Linked DNA regions of Mus musculus: all the other regions are linked to region 5. A link is a contact called in public HiChIP or PLAC-seq and promoter capture Hi-C data. All regions are on one chromosome and are shown on one strand. The core of a region is the stretch at or near the end of the contact, and the rest is flanking DNA. Distances in the headings are between cores, read along the strand shown.

What was found. Promoter capture Hi-C pulls out the DNA fragments that hold promoters and counts their contacts. HiChIP or PLAC-seq counts read pairs in DNA pulled down with a chosen protein or histone mark. Capture Hi-C pulls out chosen DNA fragments and counts their contacts.
Region 1: a promoter capture Hi-C map of liver shows a contact between it and region 5, with 3 times the contacts expected there. The contact joins the promoter of Chst12 here to the promoter of Psmg3 in region 5. A contact is called at or near these places in 13 of 39 promoter capture datasets (the 3T3-L1 cell line, the C10 cell line, the HPC-7 cell line and 9 more), 12 of 115 datasets of contacts at active chromatin or transcription factors (the NIH/3T3 cell line, T-cell acute lymphoblastic leukemia, astrocytes and 8 more) and 3 of 9 other capture datasets (adipose tissue, liver and macrophages).
Region 2: a contact with region 5 is called in an H3K4me3 HiChIP or PLAC-seq map of embryonic forebrain, with 2.3 times the contacts expected there. The contact joins the promoter of Lfng here to the promoter of Psmg3 in region 5. A contact is called at or near these places in 10 of 39 promoter capture datasets (the 3T3-L1 cell line, HPC-7-derived erythroid cells, cranial neural crest and 6 more), 1 of 15 datasets of contacts at CTCF or cohesin (embryonic stem cells), 4 of 484 Hi-C or Micro-C datasets (the G1E-ER4 cell line, cortical neurons and embryonic stem cells), 15 of 115 datasets of contacts at active chromatin or transcription factors (T-cell acute lymphoblastic leukemia, astrocytes, bone marrow-derived dendritic cells and 11 more) and 3 of 9 other capture datasets (adipose tissue, embryonic stem cells and liver).
Region 3: a contact with region 5 is called in a promoter capture Hi-C map of liver, with 2.3 times the contacts expected there. The contact joins the enhancer-like site here to the promoter of Psmg3 in region 5. A contact is called at or near these places in 8 of 39 promoter capture datasets (the 3T3-L1 cell line, 3T3-L1-derived adipocytes, cranial neural crest and 4 more), 1 of 484 Hi-C or Micro-C datasets (cortical neurons), 2 of 115 datasets of contacts at active chromatin or transcription factors (pancreatic cancer cells and thymic regulatory T cells) and 2 of 9 other capture datasets (adipose tissue and liver).
Region 4: an H3K4me3 HiChIP or PLAC-seq map of forebrain shows a contact between it and region 5, with 6 times the contacts expected there. The contact joins the promoter of Ttyh3 here to the promoter of Psmg3 in region 5. A contact is called at or near these places in 9 of 39 promoter capture datasets (the 3T3-L1 cell line, 3T3-L1-derived adipocytes, cranial neural crest and 6 more), 10 of 115 datasets of contacts at active chromatin or transcription factors (T-cell acute lymphoblastic leukemia, craniofacial prominence, embryonic basal ganglia and 7 more) and 3 of 9 other capture datasets (adipose tissue, embryonic stem cells and macrophages).
Region 6: an HNF4G HiChIP or PLAC-seq map of pancreatic cancer cells shows a contact between it and region 5. The contact joins the enhancer-like site here to the promoter of Psmg3 in region 5. A contact is called at or near these places in 23 of 39 promoter capture datasets (the 3T3-L1 cell line, 3T3-L1-derived adipocytes, the C10 cell line and 15 more), 1 of 484 Hi-C or Micro-C datasets (palatal mesenchyme), 9 of 115 datasets of contacts at active chromatin or transcription factors (SST interneurons, bone marrow-derived macrophages, craniofacial prominence and 6 more) and 4 of 9 other capture datasets (adipose tissue, embryonic stem cells, liver and 1 more).
Region 7: a promoter capture Hi-C map of hematopoietic stem and progenitor cells shows a contact between it and region 5, with 4 times the contacts expected there. The contact joins the promoter of Snx8 here to the promoter of Psmg3 in region 5. A contact is called at or near these places in 25 of 39 promoter capture datasets (the 3T3-L1 cell line, 3T3-L1-derived adipocytes, the C10 cell line and 16 more), 5 of 15 datasets of contacts at CTCF or cohesin (the NIH/3T3 cell line, embryonic stem cells, large pre-B cells and 1 more), 77 of 484 Hi-C or Micro-C datasets (the AML12 cell line, B cells, the C2C12 cell line and 42 more), 24 of 115 datasets of contacts at active chromatin or transcription factors (the HPC-7 cell line, the NIH/3T3 cell line, astrocytes and 17 more) and 4 of 9 other capture datasets (adipose tissue, embryonic stem cells, liver and 1 more).

Annotation. Positions count from the first base shown.
Region 1 is chr5:140,502,978-140,507,172 of GRCm38.p6, forward strand. It overlaps Chst12 (carbohydrate sulfotransferase 12), which reads left to right and starts at 2,632. Exons shown (of 2, transcript NM_021528.3): 1 at 2,632-2,719. Gm38728 (a long non-coding RNA gene) reads right to left here. Exons shown (of 5, transcript XR_001785006.2): 5 at 110-446.
Region 2 is chr5:140,604,615-140,608,743 of GRCm38.p6, forward strand. Lfng (LFNG O-fucosylpeptide 3-beta-N-acetylglucosaminyltransferase) reads left to right here and starts at 2,727. Exons shown (of 8, transcript NM_008494.3): 1 at 2,727-3,230. The coding sequence starts at 2,802.
Region 3 is chr5:140,766,208-140,770,327 of GRCm38.p6, forward strand. The region is part of intron 2 of Gna12 (guanine nucleotide binding protein, alpha 12); the gene reads right to left. Among named protein-coding and RNA genes, the nearest start is that of Gm30745, 19 kb to the left of the region's middle. Within about 2 kb of position 2,399, at least 206 of the 459 cell types and tissues checked have an H3K27ac peak or open chromatin away from gene starts, as enhancers often do. A contact at or near this core is called in 3T3-L1-derived adipocytes, adipose tissue, cortical neurons and 3 more, where this site is marked.
Region 4 is chr5:140,646,694-140,650,888 of GRCm38.p6, forward strand. It overlaps Ttyh3 (tweety family member 3), which reads right to left and starts at 2,338. Exons shown (of 14, transcript NM_175274.5): 1 at 2,012-2,338. The coding sequence starts at 2,134.
Region 5 is chr5:139,825,490-139,829,360 of GRCm38.p6, forward strand. Psmg3 (proteasome (prosome, macropain) assembly chaperone 3) reads right to left here and starts at 1,405. Exons shown (of 3, transcript NM_025604.4): 1 at 1,233-1,405; 2 at 639-875. The coding sequence starts at 854.
Region 6 is chr5:140,437,903-140,442,119 of GRCm38.p6, forward strand. It overlaps Eif3b (eukaryotic translation initiation factor 3, subunit B), which reads left to right. Exons shown (of 19, transcript NM_133916.2): 13 at 414-492; 14 at 2,011-2,149; 15 at 3,084-3,209; 16 at 3,835-3,912. Among named protein-coding and RNA genes, the nearest start is that of Gm4869, 5.4 kb to the right of the region's middle. Within about 2 kb of position 1,804, at least 25 of the 459 cell types and tissues checked have an H3K27ac peak or open chromatin away from gene starts, as enhancers often do. A contact at or near this core is called in pancreatic cancer cells, where this site is marked.
Region 7 is chr5:140,386,759-140,390,965 of GRCm38.p6, forward strand. It overlaps Snx8 (sorting nexin 8), which reads right to left and starts at 2,550. Exons shown (of 11, transcript NM_172277.3): 1 at 2,390-2,550. The coding sequence starts at 2,483.

The DNA.
Region 1 (4,195 bases), core at 1,382-3,881, 680 kb after region 5:
AGTTCATCCTGTTCAAAGCTCAATTTTACTAGTTCTGACATTCAGTTATAAAGGAAGAGGGAGGGAACCCGATTCCCGCCAACTGGTCTCGGGGTCCAGTAGCAGGGTGAACACGTGTGTGGCTCCAAGCAGCAAAGCGGCACGGTCCAGCAGTGGGCGTGGCAGAAGGAATGAGCAGGAAACTCCACCCCTGAGCCAGCAGGTTCCAGGCTGGGGGTGGGGAGGCTACACCGATCCTCAGCAGTGATGACATAGGCATGCACGGGGCTGGACCCAGCCTTTTACATGGTCGCTGAGGGTAGGGAGGGTTCAGTCTCAGGTCCTGATGCTTTCTCAGCAAGCATTCTTCCCCACTGGGCCATCTGCCCAGCCCAGGAAAGGGCATGTTTTATATGGCATGTCAGGTGGCTTCTTAAGGAGGCAGCACGACACTGCTGCAGTTCCACCTGCAATGGAGACCACCCGGTTGCTCGGAAGCTTCAGTCGACTTTGGTGTTGTCAGTGATTACATAGGCCTGAGCCATCCCAGCAGGTATGTAACAGAGAATAACATCTAGCTAGCCCAGGATGCCCTCAGACTTGCAATCCTGCCTCCCCTGCCCAAGTTACCAGTGAGCACCACACCTGCCTAAACAAAATGCAATAGGGTTTACTGGCCAGGCATAGTGGTGCATGCCTTTAACCCCAACACTTGGGAGGCAGAGGCAGGCAGAGGCCATGGTGGAGGCAGAGGCAGGTGGATCTCCGTAAATTCTAGGACAGCCCCAGCTATATAGAGAGACCTTGTCTAAAAAAATGTAGTATATAACATTTATGCTTTGTTTGTTCATTTGTTTTGTTGGAGACATTGTCTCATGTAGCCCAGGCTATCTTCAAGCTCACTGTACATCCACAGATGATTTTGTTTTTTGTTTTTTGTTTTTTCGAGACAGGGTTTCTCTGTATAGCCCTTGCTGTCCTGGAGCTCACTTTGTAGACCAGGCTGGCCTCGAACTCAGAAATCCGCCTGCCTCTGCCTCCCGAGTGCTGGGATTAAAGGTGTGCACCGCCACGCCTGGCTCACAGATGATTTTGAACTTCTGATCCTACTGCCTACAATTCCTGAATGCTGGGGTTGCAGATGTGTGGCATCATGCCTTGTTTATACATTGATAGAGATGGAGCCCAGGGCAGAGCAAGCATTCTACCCCCCCTGAACCACACCTGAGCCCTCGAACTTACAGTTATAGATTGAATTGTGTTCTATCTTCCAGCCCCAAAAGGAAAGAGATGTTGGTGCTCTAGCTCCTAGTGCCTTAGAGATGACCTTATTTGGAGACTGAGCCAGGAGAATGGTAATGAAATGAGGTCATGGGATAGTCCTGATCTTGTCTGGCTGTGCCCTTATGAAAATGGAAATCTGGGCTGAAGTACGCAAAAGGGAGGTAAAGAGAAGGGCTGGAAGATGCTCCTGCAGGGCTCTCTGCAAGAACCAGCCTGCTTGCTACCTCAACTCCTGGCATCTGGCCTGCAGAACCCTAGGAAAAGAGCTGTCCATAGTTGAGGCTGGGTCTGTGTTACAGTTAGAGCAGCCTGAGCAGGTCACACGCACACATGGCAACCCAGGGGACTCAGCTGTAGGTTTTGAATCCTAGTTAGTAAGATGGGATCATCTGCCACCAGAATATAATAAATCTTCCTAGGTTCTGTCCTCTGCCATTCTGTGTCATACTGCTACAGAAAGAGGCTTCTAACCCTAGGCACTGGGAGAGCCCGTTGGCTCGGAACCAGTCCCCTGCTTTGGGAAGGCAGCTCAGTGCTGGGATGTTAAGTGTGCGTCACCACGCTAGCTTTCTTTTGCAGGTGCATGTGTGCACCTCATGTGTGATATGTGGGACTCAGAGGACAACCTCAGGCACCTTCCAACTTCTGTTTGAGACAGAGCTTCTCTTTTGTCTGAAACTTCACCATATAGAGAGGGCTAGGGAGCCAGCAAGCTCCAGACTCTCTCTCTGCCTCCCGGTCTTGCCATACAGGCAAGCACCACGGAGCCTGGCTCACGAGCATGGGCTGTTCACAGGTTCTGTGGATCTGACCACAGTTTCTCACCTTTGTGAGGCGAGCACCTCATTTACCCACTGAATCCTCTCCCCATACCTTGTTTGTTTGTTTGTTTGTTTGTTTTTGAGACAGGCTCTCATTAAGTACGGCTAACCTGGAACTTCCTATCCTACTGCCTCAGCCCCTCCCGTTCCTCCCTCCCCCCTGCCAAGTAGCTGCGGTGACAGCTTGCACCATGCCTGGCTCTCACTAAGAGCTTTACCTGCATGGTCTCTCTTAAGCCCCATAAACTCTGACAGGATTGTCAGCTTGCACAGCCCACGTTGCAAGTTCAAACTGCGAGACAGGCAACGCCCCTTGAGATCAGCCACGCCCCCACTCCGGATTGGTTGCTGCAAAAGGGGCGGGACGCTCAGGGATGGTGGGTGGGACCAATCTCTGGCCGTAAATAAGGTGCCACATGGCACTGGCTGGCGAGGGCAGGAACGGGGAGAAGTGCGCAAGCGCATCCAGAACGGGCGTAGTCCCGCTCGTTAGCTCTCGCGAGAGGATGGAGGGAGGTCTGCCTGGGGGCGGAGCCGCGCCTCGGGCGGGGCTGCTAGCGGGAGGAGGCGATTTCGGCTGCAGAATCAGCATCACCAGCAACAGCAGCAGCGGCGGTGACTGTGGCGGGCGCTAGGTGAGGAGCGCAGGCTCGAGCAGAGCGAGGGGTGCGTAGGAGTCCCGAGTCCTAGGGTGGGGCGATGGTCCATGGTTTGGCGATGCAGATTGGTACCTCCTTCTGCCTGGCTTAGGCAGCTCCCACGTGGTCCCGGGTTCGAATCCCAGTTCTGTCCAGCTGGCTGTGTAACCTTAGCCAAGCGTGCACCTTCTCTGAGCCATCTTCTTGTGCAGCCCTGCAGAATGCGTGGAGGAAGGTGTGGCCACTTGGCCGACCTCCTTTGCAGTAGTAGCGGCTGGCTCGGAGGTTGGGAAAACACCTTCCCAGTTTTGCCTCTGGCTGTTTGGGTGTCCAGGCGAGAAAGCAATTGTTCAGAGACTGTTGTGCTGCAGTGTCCCGGCCAGACCTTGCAGGAGGCTGTCTCCGAAGCCAGGTTTTGTACCGAGCAAGCACTGGCCCCACATCTCACCCCAGTCTACTGAGCATCCTCCTGCCCTGTGCATTGCTGCGGGTGCCCCCAGCAGCAGCCTCATGCCTGGTGGGCCACAGGAAGCCGCGCATTAGTGGCTAACAGTAGGACCTATCTTCTCTTTGGGCTTCTGGCCACGAAGACATCGCTGGCAGACCTTGGGTTCCTTCCGCACATCCGCCTAGCTGTCGCACAGAGAGCTGTAATGTTTGCACCCTTCTTAAATTATTTATTTTATAATCCCACGCTGCGCTGGGAGCCCCGGAATTGAGTGGGAATGTCACCCTCGGGGGAGAACGGGGCTGTGAGCCTTCCATTGCTGGGACAGCACCGTGTGGCTCCAGCCTAGGTAACATGAGTTAGGGCCCTGTTTCCGGGTGTGAAGGAGAGAAAAAAGATTGTTGGGAAACTGCTATGTGCTGGGTATGATACTGCAACTTCGCGAGTTGCCTAAGGTGGAGCGAGTTGCCTAAGGTGGAGCGTGGTGCCAGTTCTTGTGAGCTTAGGCAAGAAGATTGCTGTGAGTTTGAGGGCAGCCTGGGCCGCATAGTGAGGTTCAGGCCAGCCTGGGCTACAGGGTAAGACTCAGACTTAAAACAAAACAACACAAAAATTACAAAAGGGCCTGCCTGTACCTTCATGTTTAATTTCCTTGCTAGGATCTGGGGCTGAGCTTGCTTGTACCCGTATTGTCATGTCGCTTTCGTGGGTCTGCATCTTCAGTTTCCTGCTGTAAGGGCAAACCACCATATTGGGTGGAATGCTGGGAACCATGGGCCCTGGGTAGCTCAGGTCGTCCTGGTTCAGGGCCACTTGAGTGCCAAGTGTATGAAAGACGTTTGCGGTATGCAAAGAGAATGCCAGGAAAGGTGGCACGTACCTGTAATCCCCAAGAGGTGAAGGCAGGAGGGTCTACAGTTGAAGTCTAGCCTGGGCTACATAAAACCCTGTCTCAAAGAAACCAAACAAAAGAAACCCTTAGCATTGAAGACTGGAAGCAGCTAATTCAGGAGACGTTGAGTTGC
Region 2 (4,129 bases), core at 1,477-3,976, 780 kb after region 5:
CCACCACAGTCAGAGCTGGTTGGTTCCTTACTCCATGGCCGACCCGGTCTCCCCTGCATGGCTCCTCTGTGGCAGGCATGGACACTGCACCAGCCCCTCTCTGGGCATCAGGTTGCTTTCTTTACAATGGGGAACATGAGGACTTGGTGGTAGCGGCTTGACATGGTCCCAGGCTTGGGATGAAGGCGCACCAAGACTGACAACCAGCTATGACTTGGTCAGGTGGGTATGGAAGGAAGGCATAGGTAGTTTGTTTCCTCTCCTGCCGTCAGAGACTTGATAAATGCCCACGAAGGTATCTTCCCTTTGGTTTAAATGGAAGCCATGCAGAAAGTTAGGGTGATTAGGGGACTTGAGCTATTGGGAAATGAAGACATTGTATGTGCGGGGTGGGGGGACACGGGGTAGGACCACCACAAGACATGTGGATACCAGGAGAGTCTTGAATTCATAGGTGACAACAGAGAGTCATGCTATAGTCTATTCTGTGTCTGTGTTTGTGTGAGAGAGAGACAGAGAGAGACAGAGAGACAGAGAGACAGAGACAGAGAGACACAGAGAAAGTAGAATGGAGGCTGCCAAGTGGTCCAGGAGAGGGGTCTCAAGGAGGAGCCTTAGACCTAAAACACTCGGAAGACACATAGATAGTTTTTGGTGGGAATGGATTAGCCCCTGAGGCTGAGGCTGGAACTGGGGTGAGTTTATTTGGAGAGCAGTCCAGCAGATAGCAGGTAGGACTTTTTCCTTGTCCTTGAGGGACCAGGCTCTGGCAGGAGGAGGAGGGGTTTATAGCAGGAGGTGACGCCATGGGAGCTTTGTCACTCGGGCACAGCCAGCACCATCTGCTTAGGCATCTGCCTACCAGAGGTGGTGCCTCCTAATTACCTGGGGGGAGGGGTCAGGAAGAAGCCTGGGAACCACCATATCCCACTCCCTCCCACCACAGAGGGGTTGCAGTGTCCCACAGGGCCCTCAGAGCAAATGGACCAGAGATCCACTCCTGGGTGGGGTGGGAGGCTGGGGGGTGGGGTGGGGTGGGGAGAGCCTGGCTACACATCAATTCAAAGTCATTTTATTTTATATTTGTGATAGGGTCTCATGTAGCTCAGGCTGGACTCAAACTCACTATTTGCCAAGGAATATTTGGTGCAGAGATGAACCGAGGCGTCATACATGCTAGGCAAACACTTTACCAACTTTGCCAGATGAGGTACATTTCAGGCGCTCTTTTACACGGCAGCAGGGGCTGACCCGATATTCACTCTGTAACTCAGGCTGCCTTTAAATGTTCAGCAATCGTCCAAGCCTGCTACATGGGCTATCATGTCTGTCTTCATTTTGAAAAGAATTTTGTTGAAAGCAGGTGTGCGTATGTGTATGTGCGTGCGTGCGTGCGTGTGTATAAATGTGTGTTGCTCAGGCCAAGTTGCACGTGTGGAGGTCAGAGGGCAACATATTGTTGGTTCTTTCTGACCATGTGGGTCCTGGGAAATAAACTCAAATCTGCCTAGGTGACAGTTGCGTTTGCCCACTGAACCATCTGGCCAGCCCCTGCAGTAAGTCTTTACCTGATCCAGCCTGATGCCTTCTTTTAACCTCCAAGAGAGGGACGGACATTAAGAAGAGTGTAGTAGAGAAATAATTAGAAATGATACTCCGGTCTAAAATATAAACGCTAGGGAGTCGGCGACAGAAGGAACAGCAGTTTATCCGTGGTGGCAGGGTGGGCTCAGACTTCCTTTGAAGGGGGACGCGGAAACTGAAGCCAACCAGACCCAGGGGCAGCCAGGCGGAGAGCCGCCCCCAGCTGCGCTCCCGGAAGATGCAGCAGGCTCGGGCTCGGACCCTGCTCCCACTCCAGGGGACCCTTGGCCATTTCCGGACCCGTAGCCTCTCACCCTACCATTAGGCGCACATTCCTGCCGCCCCCGCTCGTGCTAGGCGCAGGCAAGGCCCCCGCCCGTGGGAAGGGGGCCGTGTGCCGGGGAGGCGGGTCTGGGATGGCGCACAGCTGGGTCACATCTGGTAGGAGTGCGGAGGAACCAAATGGAACAGAAGGTAGCCTTTCATCCTTCGAGGAAAGAGGCTGCTTGAGTGTCTCCTCGCTACGGGGTGCCTGAGGTTTTTGGGGACCAACCCTCCCCATTTAGGAACATGATGCCAAGACAGGCCTGCCTGGGGGAGGAGGGAAGGATGGACCGACGGAGGGACGTAGAATTTTGTCACTGATACCCTTTTGCCTGAACTTCAGGTCCACTCCTAAGACATAAGTATCAGTAAGGGCAGCTCAAAATTAATCGCTCAGGACACACTGCAGGCTACCACTTTGGCTCAGTCAGCACCGTTCCCCAGGGAAGGAAACCCGCTCGGGGACAGGAAATGCACAGCGAGAAGCCAAGGATGTCGCCCGCGGAGGAGCACTGGCCCTATCACCCAGGTCCCAGCTTCGGGGGCGCGTCCTCCACGTGCAGCCGTGGCGGGCGTTGGTCAGGCTGGGTGTCTCCCAGAGCAGCTCCGGAGGGTGACTCGGCGCAGGCGGGACAGGCTCGTGCACAAAGGGGGCGGGTGCCGTGGGTACCCCAGCTGGGTGGTTCCCAGCCCCTTGTCCGTATCCCACGTGGGAAGGAGAGATCTCCCTAAAGGTTACGCCCCAAGGCTAGCAGCCAATTAGCGCGTGGAGGCGTGGCGGGCAGGGGAGGTTTAAGAGTTCCTGAAGCGAGAGGCGCGCAGCTGGACCGGGAGCCTCGGGCAGCCGGACCAGTTGGCACTGGGATAGATATTACGTGCGGCCGCCGGCCACCATGCTCCAGCGGTGCGGCCGGCGCCTGCTGCTGGCGCTGGTGGGCGCGCTGTTGGCTTGTCTCCTGGTGCTCACGGCCGACCCGCCACCGACTCCGATGCCCGCTGAGCGCGGACGGCGCGCGCTGCGTAGCCTGGCGGGCTCCTCTGGAGGAGCTCCGGCTTCAGGGTCCAGGGCGGCTGTGGATCCCGGAGTCCTCACCCGCGAGGTGCATAGCCTCTCCGAGTACTTCAGTCTACTCACCCGCGCGCGCAGAGACGCGGATCCACCGCCCGGGGTCGCTTCTCGCCAGGGCGACGGCCATCCGCGTCCCCCCGCCGAAGTTCTGTCCCCTCGCGACGTCTTCATCGCCGTCAAGACCACCAGAAAGTTTCACCGCGCGCGGCTCGATCTGCTGTTCGAGACCTGGATCTCGCGCCACAAGGAGATGGTGAGACCCAGCGCGGCCTGGGCAGGGGGATGAAGTGGGGATCACCCTCTGGTCCAACTGGTGACTGACGATAGCGGTTCCCGATGCGTTAATTGCTTTGGGTCTATCTGGGAAACGATGACACTGATAAATCCCATTACAGCCCCGTGTGGCTGCTGGGGTTCACTTTGCCTTACTACCCTGGAAGCTTCCTTCCGTGTTGCCCAGGGTCACCCCAGCCACATGCTCTGTGTCTGGATGAGTCGCCTCCAGCTTAGGGCTGGCTCTGTAACGCTTCTCCTAAACACTGGAGTGAATGGCCATATTTGTTCCTAAACTTTTTCGAGCAAATTGGCTCAGTTCCATCCTGGGTCCCCTTCACTCCCCTTCCTTCTTCCTGGGTGGAAGGTACGCCCCCTTGAAAGGGAGGGAGGAAAAGGCATAGCACACCCCTGGACCAGGCAAAGTGAAAGAAATGGGTGCTAGTTCTCCAGACTTGCTCAGAACCCTGACTTCAGTAGCTCAGCTCCCCCACCTCCTGTTAGACCAACTTCATACACATAATAAAAAGACACACCCCACTTTGAAAATCTCCCTGGAGGCTACAACAGGACCGTTGGGGCGGGAGAGCAGAGTGCACTGCGTGTGTGTGTGTGTGTGTGTGTGTGTGTGTGTGTGTGTGTGTGTGTGTGTGTAGGGGTGGGGGTAGATATTTGGTGTGAAGACTAAGACTCACTTTCCTTCCTGACCCAGCCCCAGTGAGACTTCGCTTTAGGACAGTGGAGGTTAAGAGGACAGGCTCCTATCTAGTCTTGGTCAAAGAGGGGCCCTGAGAACCCCACCGTAGCCTCCTGAGAATGAGGCGTCCCTTTCCCAGGGGCTCAGCAGGCCTTCGGGAGGGGGCAGCGGGGGGCCATGGG
Region 3 (4,120 bases), core at 1,149-3,648, 940 kb after region 5:
TGTTGTTTTTTTGAGACAGTGTCTCACCATATAGCTCTGGCTTCTTTAATTCACTATGTAGACCAGGCTGACTTTGAATTCAGAGATCTCTTTCCTCCTGAAAGCTGGATTAAAGGTGTGTGTCACAATGTCTGGCTTTCTTAACGTGTGTGTGTGTGTGTGTGTGTGTGTGTGTGTGCGCGTGCGAGAGAGAGAGAGAGAGAGAGAGAGAGAGAGAGAGAGAGAGAGAGAGAGATTGAGAGAGAGAACGATAAACAACCATCAGGAGTTGGCTCTAGGGCCTGAGTGGCACCTTTACCTACTGAGCCATTTTGTCAGTTCAATGTGTACTTTTCAAGGCTGATTATGCTAGACATTTCCCCTTTCCTAGTTTAATGACCCCAAACTGTCCACTGTCTAGTACCTGTGTAGACACCCCCAAGCAGAGAGAAGGACCTACACACACCCACTGGCTTAGCTCCTACTAAACAGTCAGCAAACCCAATCGTCTGCTGGGAAGTCCTAGCTGTGAGCCAGCACCTGTCTCTTCAGCTGTGTCTGGAAAGCCCCTGGACTTTTACCCCATTCCCAAATAAAGCAAAGACTTGGAAACCAAACCACTCAGCAGTTCAAGCCTCCAACATCCTTGTGTTAAGATATGAAAACCCGGAGCTGGGCAGCGGTGACTCACACCTGTAATCCCAGCACTTAGGAGGCAGAGGCAGGTGGATCTCTGAATTTGAGGCCAGCCTGGTTACAGAGTGAACACATGAACGAACCTGGGCCAGCAACATCCCAAACAAACAAATGAAAAGCTGGGGCTGCTAACAAAAGTGGTGGCAACAGGTCTGTGGTCACAACACTAGGGAGACTGAGGCAGGAGAATCAAGAGCACAAGATTACCTTGAGCTACGTAGTGAGACTCTGTCTCCAAAGCCATGGCTGAAAATTCAGGTTGGTGTGAGAATGCTTGTCTAGCATGCCAAGTCCTGACCCTATCCCCCTAGTACTACACCATACACACACATACACACAGGGTTCAGTAAAATCTCCTTTTTTTCTCAGTTGAAGAAACCAAAGTTTAGATGTTAATTTGGCCATAGTCAAAAAGCAAGTTAAAAGTAGAAAGATGGTTTAGTCACATAGTTTCCCACTCATGTGTGTGTGTGTGAGAGAGAGAGAGCGCTTGTCTCTGTGTGAGAGACACCTTGTCTGTGAGAGAGAGAGAGAGAGAGAGAGAGAGAGAGAGAGAGAGAGAGAGGGAGGGAGAGAGAGACCTTGTCTTAAAAGCTAAGCTCAAAAGCTAAGATGGAGAGAGAGAATAAAATTCCCAATGTTAACATTCTGGCTTCTACATGTATGTGTACACACGTGCACAAATATACTCTGTAACATATACAACACACACACACACACACACACACACACACACACACACACCCCTGAACTCTTCACCTCACTACATGCATGGCCTGAGAGAACAGAAGTGTGGACTACAAAAGGTTACAGATCAGACTCTGCCAGCAGTGAAGTGCAACCGTGTCTCCCACAGACTACACTAGGCCATCTAAATAAGGGCAGTAGCTCCTCTCAAAGAACAGGGGCACGGAGCTGAAAGACAATGAGGGGCCAGGCCTATGACGGTCCCTCCCATTTGCCGATGGCGGCTTGCCAAAGGGAAGGGGTCACAGCATCTTCCTGCTGGATATGACAAGGCCTTGACCTCCCCCACTCCAGGCTGAACAAAAGGGAAAGGAAAAGGCTCAAAGCAGCTTCTGCCTGCCAGACACTGAGTCATCCGTGCTGTGGGGCAGTGGGCTCTCTGAAGCAAGGAGAGGCAAGCTCTGCCATGCAGCCCCGGCGCTGCGGCCAGCTGGGAGGCCAGGCTGAGGGCAGGGAGGCCCAGGCTCCCCTGTAGGGCCTGTCCAGGCCTCCTGCTCCTCATAAAGAGCCCTTGTGCTGCCTCTTGCCTGATGCTCTGGCTCCTGAGCCTGTGGCCCCAGGACCACTGACTCAGCAAGCCATCCCTTCAACTAGCACTCTCAAGTTGGACTTGGACAAGGAGCTGAGATCTCCTTCCTGGCTTCTGACCAGAGATAACAAACAGAAGTTGCCTTCTCCTCTTCTCAGAGGCTCTCCCTTCTTGAATGTTCTGCTGATGAGAAGTTATCAGGATTTTAGGAGACCCCGCCCCAACTCACACACCCACACACACACCCGCACACGGTGGTGTGCACAGTGGTGTAAATAGCAGAATTGCTGTTCCCATGTCCCGCTGGAGATGTAGACACAGAATGACCTCATCTGACCATGAATGGCAGCATACACTTGCCAACTTGCCAGTGTGACAGCTTCACATGGCAGATGCTCAGCTCCAGCACAAATGGTCCTCTGAGGGATGCTTCTCTTGTTTGGCTCATGATGAGTCAAGGCCTTGTCTGACACAGTAAACATCCACTCCGGCTACTGTCTGAGGCTAACACTGTGACACACCTGCCACTCACAGACCAGACTCATGTGCACCAGGAAGGTGACACCAAGAGGCCCACAGTCTAAGGCTGGTTCAGAGCAGAAGAGGAGGAAGAGGAGGAAGAGAAGGGTTAGGATGAAGGAGGAGGAGGAAAGATGAAGGAAGGAAGGAAGGAGCAGCAGCTGACTGAGGCAAGAGCACCCTAAACTCAAAGCCAGCCTGGGCTGCATGGCAAGCTCCTGTCAAAATATAAAGCAAACTGAGGGCTGGGATGGAGCTCTTGGTGGAGCACTTGCCTGGCATGTATGAGGTCTGGATCTGACGCCTAGCACTACCCTCCCACAAAATAAACAAAGTTCTGCTCGTTTGTCACCAGCAGACAGCTTCCACACAGGTCCCTGTGGAGGGGAGTGCACAGGCCCAGGCAGGAAGAACTCAACAAATGAATGAAACTGCTTATATGAAACCAACTTGCCAACCAAGCAGAGTGCAAATCCTAGCTAACATCCCACTTTTCCCCTTTATGGATGTGAAGTAAACGCCCGGCCTAGCTTTTCATCTTCTAGAACTGGTGTCGGGCCAGGAGTGGTGGTACATGTGTGTAATCCCAGCACTTGGGGGGCTAAGGCAGGGAGCTCCTGAGCGATGTAGGGAAGAGTCTGTCTCAAACCAATCCGAACCAATGTGCCAGCTGTTCAAGAATGGAGACTTGGGGCTCCTCTGACAGCAGGGCCACTAAGAGGGCTCTTCACAGCACAGTCTGGAATGCTCAGAAGCCAACGCCAGGCCACCTCAGGGTACCTCCTTGGAGCAACATTAGCCGTTTATGCAGGAATAGCGCCAGGTGAAGTGTCATCTTCCCATAGCCTGAGCAGCAGGGACTTTTTGGACAAAGAGGACATTTGAAAGGTGTCAATGACTTGTCTCTCAAAGCAACATGTTTTCCACATTTTGGAGAATTTAACTTGATTTTTTTTTTTTTGAAAAAGTTCAAAGCTTGGTAAATAGAGGTACATCACAGAGTTTAGCTTCTTGAAGCTGGCTGGAGAAGATACACTATTTTTATCATATTCTACCCTATAGCCAGTGGGTTCTTATTTAGAAGAGAATGTTCATTGAGAAATTGGGAGGTGGGAATGGGGGCCAGAGCACTTGCTGCTCCTCCAGAGGACCGGAGTTTGGTTGACAGTGCTCACATCAGATGACTTACAACTGCCTATAACTCTAGCTCCAGGGAATCCAACACCCTCTCTGGCCTCTGAGGACAGCCACAAGCAAGTGTGCATGCTAATGTGCATCCCCATATGCACATTCACAAAGCGCTCTCTCTCAGGTTCAGTTGTCTGTACTAGCAAGGATAGAAAGGGGGACATCATAGCAGGCTTGTTTGCTGTTCATCATTCACAGCTCTCTAAATGCTTACCTAGACAGACTCCTCCCCAGGGAATGACCCCACTACAAAAATCAGCAAAGTTACCATTACCAAGAGGCTCCAGTTCTCACAGAAAACAGGATAATGCTGGACATAAGGGAGAAACCACACCCTAAAAGAATAAAGCCCTTAGTGAGCACTGTCCATATTTATCTCTCATTTAAAAGCTTCCTAACAGTATGGTCTCGTGGTTCAGGCCTGCAATCCTAGCCACTAGGAAGGCTGAGACAGGGAGATCT
Region 4 (4,195 bases), core at 1,088-3,587, 820 kb after region 5:
GGCAGCTCTACACAGGGCCTGACTGGGAGTCTAATTGTGGGTTCCATCAGGCTCCAGACATTGGGCCATGAGTGTAAAAGAGAGCAAAAGACAAGTCTGGTATCCCCAGGCTGGGAGACGCAGCAGCTTTCTTCCCTAGAGGGACACAGTTCAGGTATGGTGGATTACAGAGAGGGTACCCTAGGACAGGACAGCCATCCCGACATGCATGTATACACAACTACACATGGAGTTAGCAATACCTCACCAGGGAAGATGGGATGGAGCCTGTGAGAAACCATTATCCACCCGCCCATCCAGAATGGGGACTCCTGACTTTCTCCCCACAGGCGACCCTGCAAAACCATCAGTCCCAATTTCAAGATGAAGTGACGAAGCTCAGAGACCCTGAGCGGTTGCCTACAGCATCAGCTCAGAGGGCAGGGGCACCATGCACATCCATAGCCCTGGCTTCGGGAGCGGAGGCGGCGGGGGATGGAGCCAGGCTGGGTTCCACACCGTGAATTATTCAGTGGCTAATTCTGCTCCTGGGAGAGGAGGCAGGAGGGAGCGTGAGTCAGAGGCCTCCCACAGTGGAGCAGCAAAAGCAGGCAGGACCAGGCTCAACTGGGGCCACAGAGCTGCGGGCCCATAGATCTAAAGACCTACAGAGCCGGGCCTGAACCACTCACTACCTTCAGATTCCCAAGAGCTGCAGGGACTGAATCCTCACCCTTTCCCTGTCACTAGCAAGTTCCTCCTGCAGCAGAAGCAGGTGGCAGCCCACTGACCTCAGGAAATGCTACCTGGCTGCCCTGTGTGCCAGTGGACCATCAAAACTGACCATCAGGCAAACCCTAGGAAGGCAACTTTCCAAGAATAGCTCATAGAGTTCTTTCAAGAAAGAGCATAACAATACCATCACACAGTAAGAAAACCACACGTGTCCCTCCACCTCACCCGGGCCTGGTCTTCCCCACAAAATCCCCAGGTGAGGTCCTGGGTCCCGGGTGCATCTCCTTGCTGTCTTTCAGGACTCAGGTTTTGCTCTACCCCTCACACCTGTTCTAATCTGCTCAGGAACACCATCAGCTACTGGAGCTGGGGTCAGGTAGGCAGAGAGTGGGAGCAGGGACAGTCCTGTGTTCTCTCACCCTCAACTTCAGTAAGATGAGGATGGCGGCAGAGATATTTGGCACAGCCCCAGGAGTACTTGATTCCCAGGCTACTGTCTGTCCCAGGAGCCGCCGGAGAGAAACTGTGAGGTGCTTAGTGACCAAGTGGGCTGATCATTCTTTTTTTTCTGGAATCTGGAGCAGGAAGGAAAAGCCCACAGCCCTAGTCCCCCTGCTCTGCACTCAAATGACAGTGGTTCAGTAGTGGGGGTGGTGCTGGGACTTGGCAGGACGCCAGACTTAGGGCTTCGCAGGGAGAGGGCTGCCAAGTGCCCCATGGCCCCCAGCCCAGACGGAGGCCCACTCACCCCACTTCAGCCAGGCCTCATTTTCCACCCTGGGTAGAGAGACTGCTGGCACCCTGGTTTCCCACAACCACACGACACCCTGTGTACATCCCACAGCCTGACCGTGAAGCAAGGGGTCATTAGCAGCCACAGAAGGCTGGCGATGGCCCAGGCTCCTCACCCACCAACAGTCTGGCAAAGGGATTCCCTAGCTGGGGAAAGAGAACGAGGAATACCCTCCTGCCTGAACCCAGGGATCCAGCCTTGGCTAGCGGGGGCTCTGCTGGGGAGAAGCTGACTGCCCAAAGGATGAAGACGGGCCTACCAGGAACCCATAGGATCAGAAGAGGGTCTATCAGGGGAGGGAGGCAGCTCCGTCAATCCGGATCGGAGGCCCTGGTGACACAGAGGGGCTGAACACCTTCCAGGGGGTGTTCGACATTAATCCCTGGAAAGGTTATCAGTGAACGGGAGGCGACTCCTAGAATGAAAGGGGATGGGGAAGCTCCAGCTCCTTGGGAGGGGCCATGACCCGGGGCCCCTGACCCCGCACCCGGGGGCGCGCGTCACCTGCTGGTAGTCGGCGTCCTCGGGCCGGAATTGGCTGCTGGTGGCCTCCCACCGCAGGTCGAAGTGCGGCAGCCGGTGCAGGAGGCTCACCCACCAGGGCGCCGCGTAGCTGACCCCGGCCATGGCGGGCGGGCGGCCACGGGCGCTGCGCCGGGCTTCCCTCGCTGCCGGATGCACGGGGCTCAGGGACCCGCCGACCCCTGCTCAGCTGCCCTCATCGTGCCCGCTTCCAGGGGCCCTGGCCCGGCCCGGCTCGGCCCGGCTCGGCCCGGCTCGGCTGCGCTCGGCTCCGCTCGGCCGCCCGCGCCCGCCGCCTCTTTGTTCACCGCCGCTGCCGCCGCCCCCTCCGCGCACCCGCCCGCTCGCCTTCAGGCTCCACCCCCACACCGCCATAGGCCCACCGCCCTCAGGCCCCACCCCAACCGCCCTCCCGGACATTCGGCCCCGCCCCACACAATGCTATTGGTCGGCACCACGCAGACCCCGCCCATACCAGGGCAGTCTCTGCCTCCGGACTGCCATTGGCATTTCTCCCATAGGCCCTGCCCCCTGCGTTACCATTGGTCTTTTTGCCTACACCTCTCGGTTTAGGCAGGACCCTCAACCTCTTCAGCCATTTCTTCCCTGTAGACCACGAAGGCTGGAATCCAAAGCTCACGTGTAGCATCCTCTCCGACCCATGCCTTTGCTCTCTGGTTTGATCCGGTTTCCACGCAGCCCTCATAAGGACCTGCCAGGGAACCAGTGACCTGTCTCTAGGATGGACATGATCTGCATTCGGGAGCTGCAGCTGTGTGCTCTTGGGCGAATGACTTAGCCTCTCGGTATCAGTGTTGTAGTCTGAGAAAAGGCGTTGCGGAGATAAACCGAGTGTGAAGTGCTCAGAACAAAGCCTGGCGCATAAGCCATAAAGCCGCGTGTAAGGCGATAATGGGCAGATAGATTGAATACCCACCTGCTTTAATTTCAGTTATGGAACCAGGGCCTTACGCATGCAAGCCAGGCACTCTACCACCGACCTAAATCCCCAATCCCCTGTTTTACTTTTTCTGTCGCGGGATCTCTGTAAATTGCTCAGCCTAGCCTCAAACTTGGCAGTCCTCTTGCTTCAGCCTCCCAGGTACTGGGATAACAGGCCTGAACCGCCGCACCTCACTTGCTTGCATCATTCTAAAGATGCAAAAGGAAGATGTAAAGAAAGTTCCCTGTATCCCATCTTGGAAACTAGGCTACTGGTCAGGACACAGCCTATAGAAAGGTCATGGGGGCAGGGGGGCAGTTCTTGCTTCTCCCCGGGTGGAGCGAACATATCCACTTGGCTCTGTGCACTCACAACCCTGGGGCCTTATGTTCTTAGAAACTAGACACATGCAGCTTCTCCATCGGCTAGGTAGCCTCACTCCTCAGCTGGACAGTGGCTTCCTGACAGACCTGTCTTTCAGTTCATGCAACTGCCTGAGGCATCTCCTTCCTTGCACTCTGGCCCGAGGGCAGGGGCCCTTTACAGAGCTGTGGGTTTCAATGTTCTGGATGGCTGGAGGAAGCTACCTAGCTGGGAATCAGCCTGCAGCGATAGGTAAGAAGTTCTTAGGCTTCTTACTCCAGGGCCACACAGCAATGGCTGTTCCCCCTCGCCCCACCCCCAGGCCGAGCTTTCCTCCTAGTGTCAAATGAGCACTTGCCAGACAGAGTCAGTGCAGCAGGTGAGATGCCCGCACCTGGCTAGATTTCCTGTAGAGCCGAGAGTAGCTCTGCCCCCAGCTCTGCCTTTAGGAGTCCAAAGATGAACAGTAACATCAGAGACGGTCATCACAGGCTGGGAAAGTTTCTGGCCTCTGCTTCAGCACCTCCCATAGAGAGCCCTGCATCCTTGCTTAGTCCCAACAACAGTAACTGATGTCCAAGGTTCATACACATAGATGTGAGATCTGGGAGTTACCTCTCCCATCACCAGAAGTCTCACCAAAATGGAGATTTTCTTCTGATCAGGCTACAATACCTGTGCATTACATACTCACTATGATGGACAAATTTCATACCCCCAAAAGATGTGCAAAAGCCAGGTATGAAGTCACACACCTGGGCAGCTGATCACAAGTTTGAAGCCTGGTACATCACATTGCAAATCTGAAGTCAGCCTGGGCTAAGCTTTAAGACCTTATCTAAAAAGGGAGGTGGAGGAGG
Region 5 (3,871 bases), core at 155-2,654:
ATGCAGGGAGAATAAGGTCTATCCCTTAGCTGGCCTCAGCTCAGTCTGATCACAAACTTGTAGCAATTTTTCTGCCGCAGCCTCCCCCTGAAAGGATTACAGGTGTGTATAGTCACACTGGGGACAAACACTGTCTGCTCCTAATGCTTTCCTTAAGAGACCTAGGCCAGCGTCTCACGCTTTCCCCAAACCCCCTAAGCTAGGACAACAGTGATTCAGAGCACCACGTGGACTGCATAAAGCAGACAGAGGGAACTGCCCAGGAGGCAGTATTAAGACTTTTCCTTGGTACCTCTGCCTACCGTCTCTCTGGTTACTCCTAATCAAGACAGACAGGCCTGCAAAGGGAACTGTTGTCAAGACTCAAGAAGCAGACATAAACATAGAGCCATCAGGACAGGGTCAAACTGAGGAAATGGCTATGTCATAAAAATCAATCCCTCCCCGAGTGTTGAGTAAAATGCTAACACGCTGGGAAAAGCATCACTCGAGCCAGCCAGGACACCCTCAGTCCAGAATGGCCCTGGAAAATGCTCACTGCGCATAGTTTGGGTACGTATGGAGTTGTGCCTATCAGGCACCCCATATCCCTATGGACAAATGACAGCAGAAAAAAAGATGCTCTCAACTCCCATTACCTCGTCCTGCCCGAGGAGGACTCTCGTGGTGAGCACTGGCTTGCTGATGTCATTGGCCACATTGCTGGGCTCCAAGGACACTAGCGTACCCATCTTCCCGAACTGGGTCACCACAACTAGGATGTGGCTGCTGAAGGCCGTGCAGACCACCTGGGTGGGCACACCGCACACCACTTCTGTCTTCTGTTTAGATACTACCAGTGGTTTGTCTTCCATGGTCCCGTTCTTCAGCGGAGGCTTTAGTTTTAAAAGAAAAGAAAACAAGGGATGGAGCAATCAGAATCGGACACAACCTGGAGCTCGACAGCAGAAATGACAAGCGGCCCATTCCAAGCTGCACGTGGTGGCACATGTCTGCCATCCCAGGACAGGGGACGCTGAGGCTGGAGAAGTCCCAGTTCGAGGCCAGCCTGAGCTACATGGGGGAGACCCTGTTATCAATACCACGCCCCAACCCAAAAGCGAGTGCGCGCATGCTCGTGCGGGCTTTTGTGAGCGTCTTTGTCCCGCCGCACTGCTTGCGATGACCGCCATCCCCGCGACTAGCTGTCCCACTTCCAGATTATCAGGGATGAGGAAAACGGCCGAGCTCACCGGGGAGCCCCGACGGCGCAGGACTGGGGATGGCTGGATCACTACTGACAGCAGTTGGGACCGAAACCCTCGGCAACCAGCGCTCACCCCACCAGCAGCGCCAGAAAGCGGTTTCAGGGAGCAACTAAGCCAGCAATGGTTTAGCAGAAGTCCCGGCGAGAACTTCCGGTTCCTGTCCGTTGGGCCTAAGGTCCGTAGGCCACGGCAGTCCCAGGGCCTAAGGTTCCGTGCTGCAAAGGAGCCGTCCAGGCTTCGTGTTAAAGGGACAGTGTGCCTCTCCGAGCTCCAGGATCTCGGTGGCGGTGCTTGACCACCTGTGTAGGGAGCTTTGTGTCCTAGCTGTGGACACAAAATAATATTTGTTTTAATATTATTAATATTTTAATATTTGTTTTCACTTGGTGTGTACCTGGCTTTGGCTAAGGCACACTTAATATACAGTAACTTGTTTCGTCTGTTTGTCTGTCAGTTTTGCCTCTTTTAGTCACGGTATCTCCGTGTAGCCCTAGTTGTCCTGGAACTCACTATGTCGACCAGGCTGGCCTCAAACTCACATATCCTCCCGAGTTCTAGGATTATTTCCTCCTCCTCCTCCTCCTCCTCCTCCTCCTCCTCCTCCTCCTCCTCCTCCTCCTCCTCCTCCTCCTCCTTCTTTTCCTCTTCTCCTCCTCCCCCTCCTCTTCTGTTTTTTGAGACAGGGTCACAAGTACCCTAGGTTGATCAAGGAAAATATTGAACTCCTGATTCTCCTTCCAAGTGCAGGGATGACAGGAACACACCCCACACATGGTTTGCTGGTGTGGGGATAACATCCAGGAGTTTATGTATGCTACGCAAGCATTCACAAACTGAGCCAAATCCCAACCATCATTTTTTTCTCCTTCCCTCTTTCTTTCATTTTTTTCCTTTTTTCTTGTGGGTATCGAGGAGCAAGTCTCATTTACACTAATTATTGTTCATCTTGCAGAATACTTAAAAGAATTAAACAGTATTTGTTTGTTTGTTTATTTATTTGCATGAGTATTTTTGCCTTCCTGTATATGGTGTCATGTGCATGCAGTACCCACAGAGGCCAGAAGAGGGTGTTGTGTTTCCTAGATTTGGAGTTACAGACAGTTATGTGCTGCCATGTAGGTGATGGGAACTGAACCTGGTCCTCAGCAAGAGCAACAAGTGGTGCTCTTAATGGTGACCTGTTAAATCAAAGCACTTTTTTCTTAAAATTATAGACTGTAAATTGAGCATATCCCCCTTCCCTCTATCTTCCCTTTTCTCCCCTCCTTCCTGTTTGTTTTCTTAAATGTACACCACACACACACACACACACACACACACACACACACACACACACACGGTTCAGTGTGACTATGTAAAATCTAGGCCCCACCAGTCAGAGAAAACATATGGTGTCTGTCTTTCTGAGACTGGCATAATTTGCTTAACACGATTATCTTCGGTTTCATCTACTTTCAAGAATAACATAAACTCACTCTTTTGTGTGTGGGTTCCTGTGTGTGTGTGTGTGTGTGTGTGTGTGTGTATACATATGTATGAAGGTCAGAGGTCAGTTTCCTCAGGCCCCTTCTACCCTTCTTCTTTCTTTTGTTCTTTTCTCTCCTTCTCCCCACTCTCTCTTATTTCCTTTCTTTAGGCAGAATCACACTGTGTAGCCTCGGTTGGTCTGGAACTCATTACGTAGACCAGGCTGGTCTCAAACTCAGAGATTCACTTGCCTCTGCTTGGGCGAAAGGTGTGGCTGCCACCATGCCCGTTATACCTTGTTTCTTGAGCCAGGGCCTAGAGCTTACTAATTAGGATAGGCTGGCTGTCGGCAAGGCTGGGGATCAGGTCTAGGTTTGTTCCCTTTCCCTAGTGCTGGGATTGTAGGCTGTACCAGACCTCCTGGATTTTCAATATGGCCTCTATTTTGTTTGTTTTGGGTTTTTGGTTCTCTCTCTCTCTCTCTCTCTCTCTCTCTCTCTCTCTCTCTCTCTGTGTGTGTGTGTGTGTGTGTGTGTGTGTGTGTGCTTGCAAGGCCAGATCTTAACTGACTGAGCCATCTCCCCAGACCCATCTCATTCTTCTTCATGGCTGAATCCCCACTGTGTATACACTACATATTTTCCTTACCCATTCCTTTGTAGTATGCCTAGATCATTTAATCTCTGCAGCTCCCTAAGACAGAAACACCGTGAGTGCCCTTTGAAAATAAAATGCTTTGACCCCACCCTCACCTTCCTGGACATTCAACTTGATGCCTGGCCCGGCTCCCTGACTCTTGTTGAGACCCAAAGGATGCTGGAACCTGGGTCACTGACCCTTATCAGGTCCCAGCTAATGCCTGGAACCCCTGATCCTCACTGAGGCTCAGGGGAAAGTAGGAGGAAGCCCTGTCCTGCAGGGTGAGTCTTGCACCCAAACTAGAAAACCCCACCATGTCTCCCTGAGAGAAGTTTCACTGACTGGGAAAGACTTGGGAAGATACTGGGAGAAACTGCAGCCTGGAGCCCCTTCCCCAGAGGTTGATAGTCCTGGAAACTCCATCCCAGAAGCCTTTCTGTGCCTGCTGCTGACGGTTCTGAAAAAAGCCACACTTCTGCTTACACACTAAAGTCCTTAGACAGCTCAAGCATTTTTCC
Region 6 (4,217 bases), core at 554-3,053, 610 kb after region 5:
CAGGATCAGCTGGCTGTGTTGTAAAGCAAGTCCGTCCGTCGTGTAGTTGGTGCTTTGTCAGTTGCACCCAGGGTCGGGGTGACTGGGAAGACGGTTTGATTGATGTTCTGTGGTAACGTGGCCCACACGTTATGGTGGACACCAAGGGCTTGTGAGATAGATGGTCACTGTATTTGCTGTCAGTGCGTACTTTACATGTGAAGTTGAAAATAGTATCTGCTAGGTTTCCATCCTAGCCAGCAGCCACCACCCAGAAGCATCCTGACTTTAGGTATAACTGAACGGGGCATGGTTTTGAAGGTTCTCCCAGGGTGGCCCGTGGGTTGGTTGGAGTCGTACGTGGACTTTGTCTGTGCCAGCTCTCCTCAAGAGAGGCTAGCTCAGTCCCCCAGAAGTACTTGTTGTTCTTGCAGAGATGTTTGACAAGCAGCAAGCCAACACCATCTTCTGGAGTCCCCAGGGGCAGTTCGTGGTGCTGGCCGGGCTGAGGAGGTAGGTCGGGGCCCTGCCCACTGTGGCTGCGCCCTACTCCTGAGGGTTTGTGCTGAGGGGGAGCGTTGTCATCTCACTAGATATTTGTCACAGCTGAGCCTCCGGCCACAACAGGCTGATGGAAGTCGTGACTTGCAGATGATGTGTCCTCTGTGATCATAGCCTTGTACCCCTCCTGTGAATCCCGCATCTTCCAGTGGGACAGACGTTAGCTGGAGGCTGTCCTCCCGTCTGTGGTTGGGGTGCCTATCTCTTGTTGCCCTGCATCCCAGCTGAGCACACAGGAGTGGTGAGCAAGCCCAGCCCTGCCCTCTGGTGGGAAGGATGGCTGTGGCCAGCTGAGCACACCGGAGTGGTGAGCAAGTCCAGCCCTGCCCTCTGGTGGGAAGGACGGCTGTGGCCAGCTGAGCACACCGGAGTGGTGAGCAAGTCCAGCCCTGCCCTCTGGTGGGAAGGACGGCTGTGGCCAGCTGAGCACACCGGAGTGGTGAGCAAGCCCAGCCCTGCCCTCTGGTGGGAAGGATGGCTGTGGCCAGCTGAGCACACCGGAGTGGTGAGCAAGCCCAGCCCTGCCCTCTGGTGGGAAGGATGGCTGTGGCCAGCTGAGCACACCGGAGTGGTGAGCAAGCCCAGCCCTGCCCTCTGGTGGGAAGGATGGCTGTGGCCAGCTGAGCACACCGGAGTGGTGAGCAAGCCCAGCCCTGCCCTCTGGTGGGAAGGACGGCTGTGGCCAGCTGAGCACACCGGAGTGGTGAGCAAGCCCAGCCCTGCCCTCTGGTGGGAAGGATGGCTGTGGCCAGCTGAGCACACCGGAGTGGTGAGCAAGCCCAGCCCTGCCCTCTGGTGGGAAGGATGGCTGTGGCCAGCTGAGCACACCGGAGTGGTGAGCAAGCTCAGCCCTGCCCTCTGGTGGGAAGGATGGCTGTGGCCAGCTGAGCACACCGGAGTGGTGAGTAAGCCCAGCCCTGCCCTCTGGTGGGAAGGATGGCTGTGGCCAGCTGAGCACACCGGAGTGGTGAGCAAGCCCAGCCCTGCCCTCTGGTGGGAAGGATGGCTGTGGCCAGCTGAGCACACCGGAGTGGTGAGCAAGCCCAGCCCTGCCCTCTGGTGGGAAGGATGGCTGTGGCCAGCTGAGCACACCGGAGTGGTGAGCAAGCCCAGCCCTGCCCTCTGGTGGGAAGGATGGCTGTGGCCAGCTGAGCACACCGGAGTGGTGAGCAAGCCCAGCCCTGCCCTCTGGTGGGAAGGATGGCTGTGGCTTGTGCCACTGTGGAAACTTCTCCAGATGCCACAGAGCACTGTGTACACCATCCATGTCCTGGGCCCAGCCTCAGGATGTCCTTAGGAAATTTGTCACTGTGAGGGCAATAGGGCCAAGGCTCAGGGAACTAACTACAGCCCAGCAGAGTCCTCCATCCTTTCTCACCCTGTGACTCAGTTCTCAGTTGTGGTGAGGGGCATTGGACTCCCGGTGGGGGTACAGGGGATTGTGGGATCAGCTGCCCTGTCACCCCACAGCATGAACGGTGCCTTGGCGTTTGTCGACACTTCAGACTGCACCGTCATGAACATTGCAGAGCACTACATGGCCTCCGATGTTGAATGGGACCCAACTGGCCGCTACGTGGTTACCTCTGTGTCGTGGTGGAGCCACAAGGTAGAAGATGGCAGGTGCTGGGCCCTTAGAGAACGAAACCTCTCAAGGCTGGTGACAGAAACTGTTCCTGTGGGGCTGTTATATCCAGGGATCCCAAGCTGAGGGCATTATTCACAAACCTCGCGCAGCTGAGGGGTCAGCTACCAGAGCATTGGGCATGTCTGCTTGGCTGGGCCTGCTGGAGCACTGTGCCTGTGTTTACTGTTAAGTAGACAGTTGAACCAGTCCATGAAAACAAAACCTGTGAGCTCAGAGGGCTCCAGCTGATGAGATGTGACCCCTTGCTTCCCAGAGTCCTTGGGTAGTGTCTGGAATAGCACTCTATACTCAGGACAGGATGTGCTGTCTAGGACCCATCCCAACACTTATGTAGCACATTGTAGGACTGGCAATGTCAGTGCATAGCATAGCACCTGCCTGGGTTCCATCCCAGCATCTCCCACCCCCAAAAGGGCCGAGGGGAAGGAAGTGAGAGTCTTTAAAGCCTATGTGGGGCTGTTCCATTCAGTTCACAAAGCCCCTGAAGAGATGGTTGGCAGCAAGGAGCCCAGCATTTGAGTTGAGGCGGAGCTCCTGGGAGGCAGAGGCAGGCGGATTTCTGAGTTCGAGGCCAGCCTGGTCTACAGAGAGGGTTCCAGGACAGCCAGGGCTACACAGAGAGAATCTGTCTCTAGAATCTTGCGGAGAAAGCTAAGCTGAAGTTGCTGCTGTTCTCATTGGCACTGCTGTGAGAGTTTCTTGTCATAGACCAGTGGGTGACGAGCAGGCCCAGGATCCTTGCAGCATTGTTTGCTAGCCATCTTTTCTGCTGGAGGGGGAACACAGCCAGGTGCAGGTGTTTTTGTCCAGAGCTCAGGTTGGTGCTGTGGCTGCTAAGAGTAACGGTCCAGGGCAGCCTTGCACATTTTGCATGATGGTTCCCACTGCCCTCTAGGTGGACAATGCTTACTGGCTGTGGACCTTCCAAGGTCGCCTTCTGCAGAAGAACAACAAGGACCGCTTCTGCCAGCTGCTCTGGAGACCAAGGCCCCCAACACTCCTCAGCCAGGATCAGATAAAGGTCTGTGGTCCCTGCCTGGTTGGGGTAAGGGAACTGTTGTGGCACTGAAGGAAACCAAGCATTTGTCCTGTGACTGGACAGGGGCAGTCAATGGAGAGTGGAGGTAGGACGTGGAGAGGGCTCTGAAGAGATGCAGGGCCAATGAGACCTGACCCAAAGCCATGTTAGGTTAGGCAGTGCTTATAATCCCAGTAGGCTGAGGCAGGAGGATGGTGAGTTCTTTCCAGACTCTGACATATAGCAATAGGATGATCCTGCCTGTGTCCTCTGCTCCCCTCCCCTTGCACCTTCTTCCCCCCCACCCCCCCACCCCCCCACCCCCGACTTCAGAATACCCATGATAGTCTGTTTAAGCCAGACAGGCTATAAGCAAGTTCCAGTGGGATTGGAAGAGCTAAGAAGGGGTTATGTAATGGGATAGGTTTGTGGTATTAGGTCAGAGCTGGGAGTGACTCACCTTAGGAATCATCTCCATGAGGTGAGACTCGCCAGCTGGCCATGCTGGTGCCCTGGGGCTGAATCCTCTTAGTCCTGGAGGCTGTCACTGCACACTGGCATCTTTAAAGGCAGCAGTTGGGAATCTTGCTTTGAAGGCTCAATCCTGAGAGACTTGTCTTGGTTTCAGCAAATTAAAAAGGATCTGAAGAAGTACTCCAAGATCTTTGAGCAGAAGGATCGCTTGAGCCAGTCCAAAGCTTCAAAGGTGAGCCTGAGGGATGCTCACAGGAGCCTGATCTGGCTTGTTCTCCGGATGTGAAGGTGAACGAACTAGCAATGGGGAGCAGAAGGCCAGCACCCACAACACTGAGTGAAGGCTAGCTTTTTCTTGCAAGAAGCAGGGGGGAGTATGATTAGGAAGAGGAACGAGGGCCCCGCTTAAGGGAGGTTCTGTGGAAGGCTTGCCCAGTGCACAAGCACTGACATCTTCCAGACTTCTTCACCAGTGGTTGCTAGATATGGTGGGGTCATTGTCATTGAGCAAGAATGTCCTACAACCTTCCCTACCTG
Region 7 (4,207 bases), core at 1,300-3,799, 560 kb after region 5:
AATCTTCATTTTCTGGGTGCCTCCCCTATTCACAGGGGTCCTTAAAAGTGGAAGCAGACAAAAAAGAGCCAGGCAACTTGAAAGAGACATGGAAACCGTCAGCCTAGGGTTGCTGGCTTAGGTAGATGCTATCTACCGTCTGAACAGGGAGGCCAGCCTGTGAATGCTCCATCACGGACTATGGAGGCTGTGACACTTTGTTTTCGGCAAGTGTAACTTGCTCTGGACCACTGACCTCTGCTCACACAAGGTGCAGCCATGTGTGATAGCATGTACCTACAATCTCAGCATCCAGAAGACAAGATACGGAGAACAGGAGGACTATGGGTTTGAGGCCAACCTGAGTTACATAGCAGACACTGTCTCAAAAATAAACAAATAAGGCTGATTGTGGTGGCACATGCCTTTAATCCCTGCAGTCAGGAGACAGAGGCTGACCTCTATGAGCTCAAGACCAGGCAGGTCAGCACACTAAGTTCAGTTCTCCTGAGGACCAATCTCCTGCAGCGTATACACGGTTCACCTTTCGAATAATGGATCTGTGTGCTGAAAACCACAATGAGCCCATTTTCCTCCCAGCAGTTCCAAACCGCTACAAACACAAACACTACTTTACGCATGACTACTACCGGCAGCTCTGAAGGGGTAGCCAAAGTGGAAATCTGCTATGTACCCATAAGTCACACTAGTTAATCCTTTGAGATGTCAAAAATCAGCCAACTGTGAAGGTGGAGGCTACTAGGCAAAAGGTGAGGAGGAAGAGGAGGAGGAGGAAGAGGAAGAGGAGGAGGAAGAGGATGAGGAAGAGGAAGAGGAAGTGAAGTGAAAATCAACCTGTGAAAGTTCGCTGCCTGAGCTCTTTACCTCTGAAAGCAAAGCCATCCTCGGGACCAGGTGAGAGGGCTCAGTGGCTACCTGCATTCACACACACAAGCCCACCCACCTCAAGCTCCATCCCTAGAACTCAAGGAACAGTGGAAGAGAGAAGTGACTCCACAAAGCTGTCCTCTGACTGCCATCCCTGTGCCATGCCACACTGTTCTCAAGAACATCACACACACAAGAATACGTTTTCCCAAGAGTGATTCCCAAAGGTGTTTTGACTCTAGTCCATCCAGCCAAAGGCTCCACCAAGACACACTCCAACTAAGTTTCTTGCAGAAGGAAGAAAATCTCCTTCGCCACATCACCAGCTTGGTGCCAAGTTTCATACATACAGAAGGAAGTGACAGGTTGAAAAACCCATTTTCCTACTTACGTGGCTACTGGGATGGCCTGTCAATCGTGAAGGACTACATGGCTGTGACTAACACACAAGTCACACCACTGCCCAAGATCTGTCAAAAATCTAGACGAAATCCTTCCTAACGTCAGCCATTAGCTGAGTTCTCTAGGAAGTAATATGGAAGATCCCAAATTTGCCAAGAGAGCTCTAACCCATCACCACTGCTACAAGCCACAAGGAATTGCTTTATGAGTCAGGCAGGGGCTCAGAGCACAGGCTCCAGAGCTCTTGCAGAGGACAGGAGTCTGGGTCCCAGCAGCTCTACTGAGTGGCTAACAGGCAGGTGAAACTTTGGCCTCTCGGGAATCTAACACATCTGTCCTCCAAGGGCGCGCGCGCACACACACACACACACACACACACACACACACACACACATACATATACACAGTTAGAAATATTTTTTTAAAAAAGCATTCTTAAAAGGCATAAGTAGCTCTGGATCAGTCTCCCTTTCTCAAGGCGCCCAGGTATAGGGACTTAAGTGGTGGCTCAAACATACAACCTCAAAAATACAATGTTTTACCCAACAAGACCCAAAGACTGTTGACCAACTCCGAGGGGAGTTTCACCTTCTCTCCATTCTTCAGAGGCGTTCATTGACATCCTCCTCCCTCCCCTGGGGTTAAAAGTACTACCCTAAACCCTTCGTCCCAAGAGAAGAACCTGTCTTTCCACCAATGCTCTAGATGGCCATACTCAGCGACACTTGGCCAGACCTGGCTGGCACACACCAGGCCCAGCTCCACCCTTGCGCCTCTGGCCACATGGATGCGTCCCCACAGTCCACAAAGCCGGGGACCCCAGGAAAAAGAGTCTGATACCAAAGACACATCCCTTTCCCTGGACATGGTCACACATGAATATAAACCACTCTCTAGACCACGTCTCCAAAGTGGGGTCAGAAAAGACCCAGGTGCAACTCCACACGGCCGCTCGCTAACGGAGGGCTGAAGAGCAGCGTCCCAGGGAGCAGCGGGAAGAGGCTGGCCCCAAGAATGTCCACCCCCCCACCCCGGCCAGGCGAGGTGTGGCACTGACAGGTGGTCCCCGAGTGTGAAGCACTTGGCTCTCCGCACAGGGCCATCGGGCCGCGTGCCCTACCTGTCGCCGGCGGATCCGCCTCCTCGTCAGCCTCCGCCTCAGCAGCTGCAGCGACTGCCGGCGAGGGCAGCGGGTCCATCGCGCGGCCAGTCATGTGAGCCCGCTCGCCCACGTGACTTCCTCCCGCGCCCGCCCGGCCAGCCCCGCCCACGCCAGCTCTTGTCCGGCGTGGCCACGCCCATGCCAACCTCGCCACGCCCCTCCGCTCACCCCAAGCAGTAAGACCACGCCCCTACCCACGAGCCACGCCCCAACCACGTGGCCGCGGCCGGGGCAGCGTTCAGCAGCTCTGGTCCAAGACTGAGTGCTAGCGCGAGTACCGCCCCAGCTGCTTAGTGCCACCTCCCTCCAGTGCGCACCCACCTCCCCGCTCTTAGCCAGCAGCTGTTACTCATCTTCTTGCCCACCCTCTGACCCACGCTGCCATTCATTTTTGCATTCGCTTGCCCACTCACACATGCTCTGTGAATTCCGGGGCAGCCCCTGTGAAAGGTGCTACGGACATTAGAACAGTGTTCTAGTACCTTCTGGGATTTGGAGCGTGAAACATGGCTAGAGAGTAGGTCTTCTGACTATAATAGGTCTCTGAAGATTACTGATGAGGAACAACATTCCATAATTGTTTGCAGATAACCAGGCCATTCTCCTTTCTGTTGGGGATTGAGCCCATAGGCTCCCACATGCTGAGCTGGCCCTCTACCACTGTGCTATGTATCACCAGCCCTTTATTATTTATTTGTATATTGTTGGAGATAGGGTCTCAATATATAACCCTGGCTGTCCTGGAACTCACTATGGCTAGCCTCAAACTCAAAGATCTGCCTGCCTCTCTCTCCTGAGTGCTGGGATTGAAGATGCACACCAGGACGTTGAGCTTTATGTATTTATTTTGACTCGGGGTCTAGTTAGCCAGGCTAGCCTTGAACTCACTCTGTAGCTAAGGCAGAACATCCTCCTGCCTCAGCCTCCCTAGGAGCTAAGTTGAACATACATACCTCCAGGCCTGGCCCTCTGACTGACAGAGGGAAGCAAGGATGTAAGAGCACACAGGAGCAGTGTCTGACCCGGGGCTGAATATGAGGACTGAGTCTAGAACTGCAGGAGGAGGAAGAGGAGGAGGAGGAGGAGGAAGAAGAAGAGGAGGAGGAAGAGAGAGAAGAAGAAGAAGAAGAAGAAGAAGAAGAAGAAGAAGAAGAAGAAGGAGGAGGAGGAGGAGGAGGAGGAGGAGGAGGAGGAGGAAGAGGAGGAGGAGGAGAACAAGAAGAAGAAGAAGAAGAAGAAGAAGAAGAAGAAGAAGAAGAAGAAGAAGAAAGGAAAAAGAAAGAAGGAGAAAAAGAAAAAAGAAAGGCAACCTAAACTGCATATAGATACATTATCTCAAGTAAAGGAAAAGCAAAAAAATATCTGGGAGAAGAAGAGGGTTATTAATAAGACTCCATCAGAACAGTTGGGTGTGGTGGCGCACACCTTTAATCCCAGCACTCGGGAGGCAGAGGCAGGTGGATTTCTGAGTTTGAGGCCAGCCTGGTCTACAAAGTGAGTTCCAGGACAGCCAGGGCTACAGAGAAACCCTGTCTCGACTCCATCAGGGAAGGCCTTTCTTATTTCACAGTAAAGACCTCGCCTCTCCAGATATTGATGTCTAATGATTTCCATGGAGTGGACTGAAGGCTCCAAGGTTGGAGCCCTAGGATGCCTCTCAGTCTCCCTGCTGGTGCCTCTAAAGTTTTTAAAGCCCTAAGCTTGGCTGTAGCTGCGTCTAGTTCCCTTTATTTTCCAGGACTACAATCTATTGTGTAGAAGTGTAACAGAGCCCCA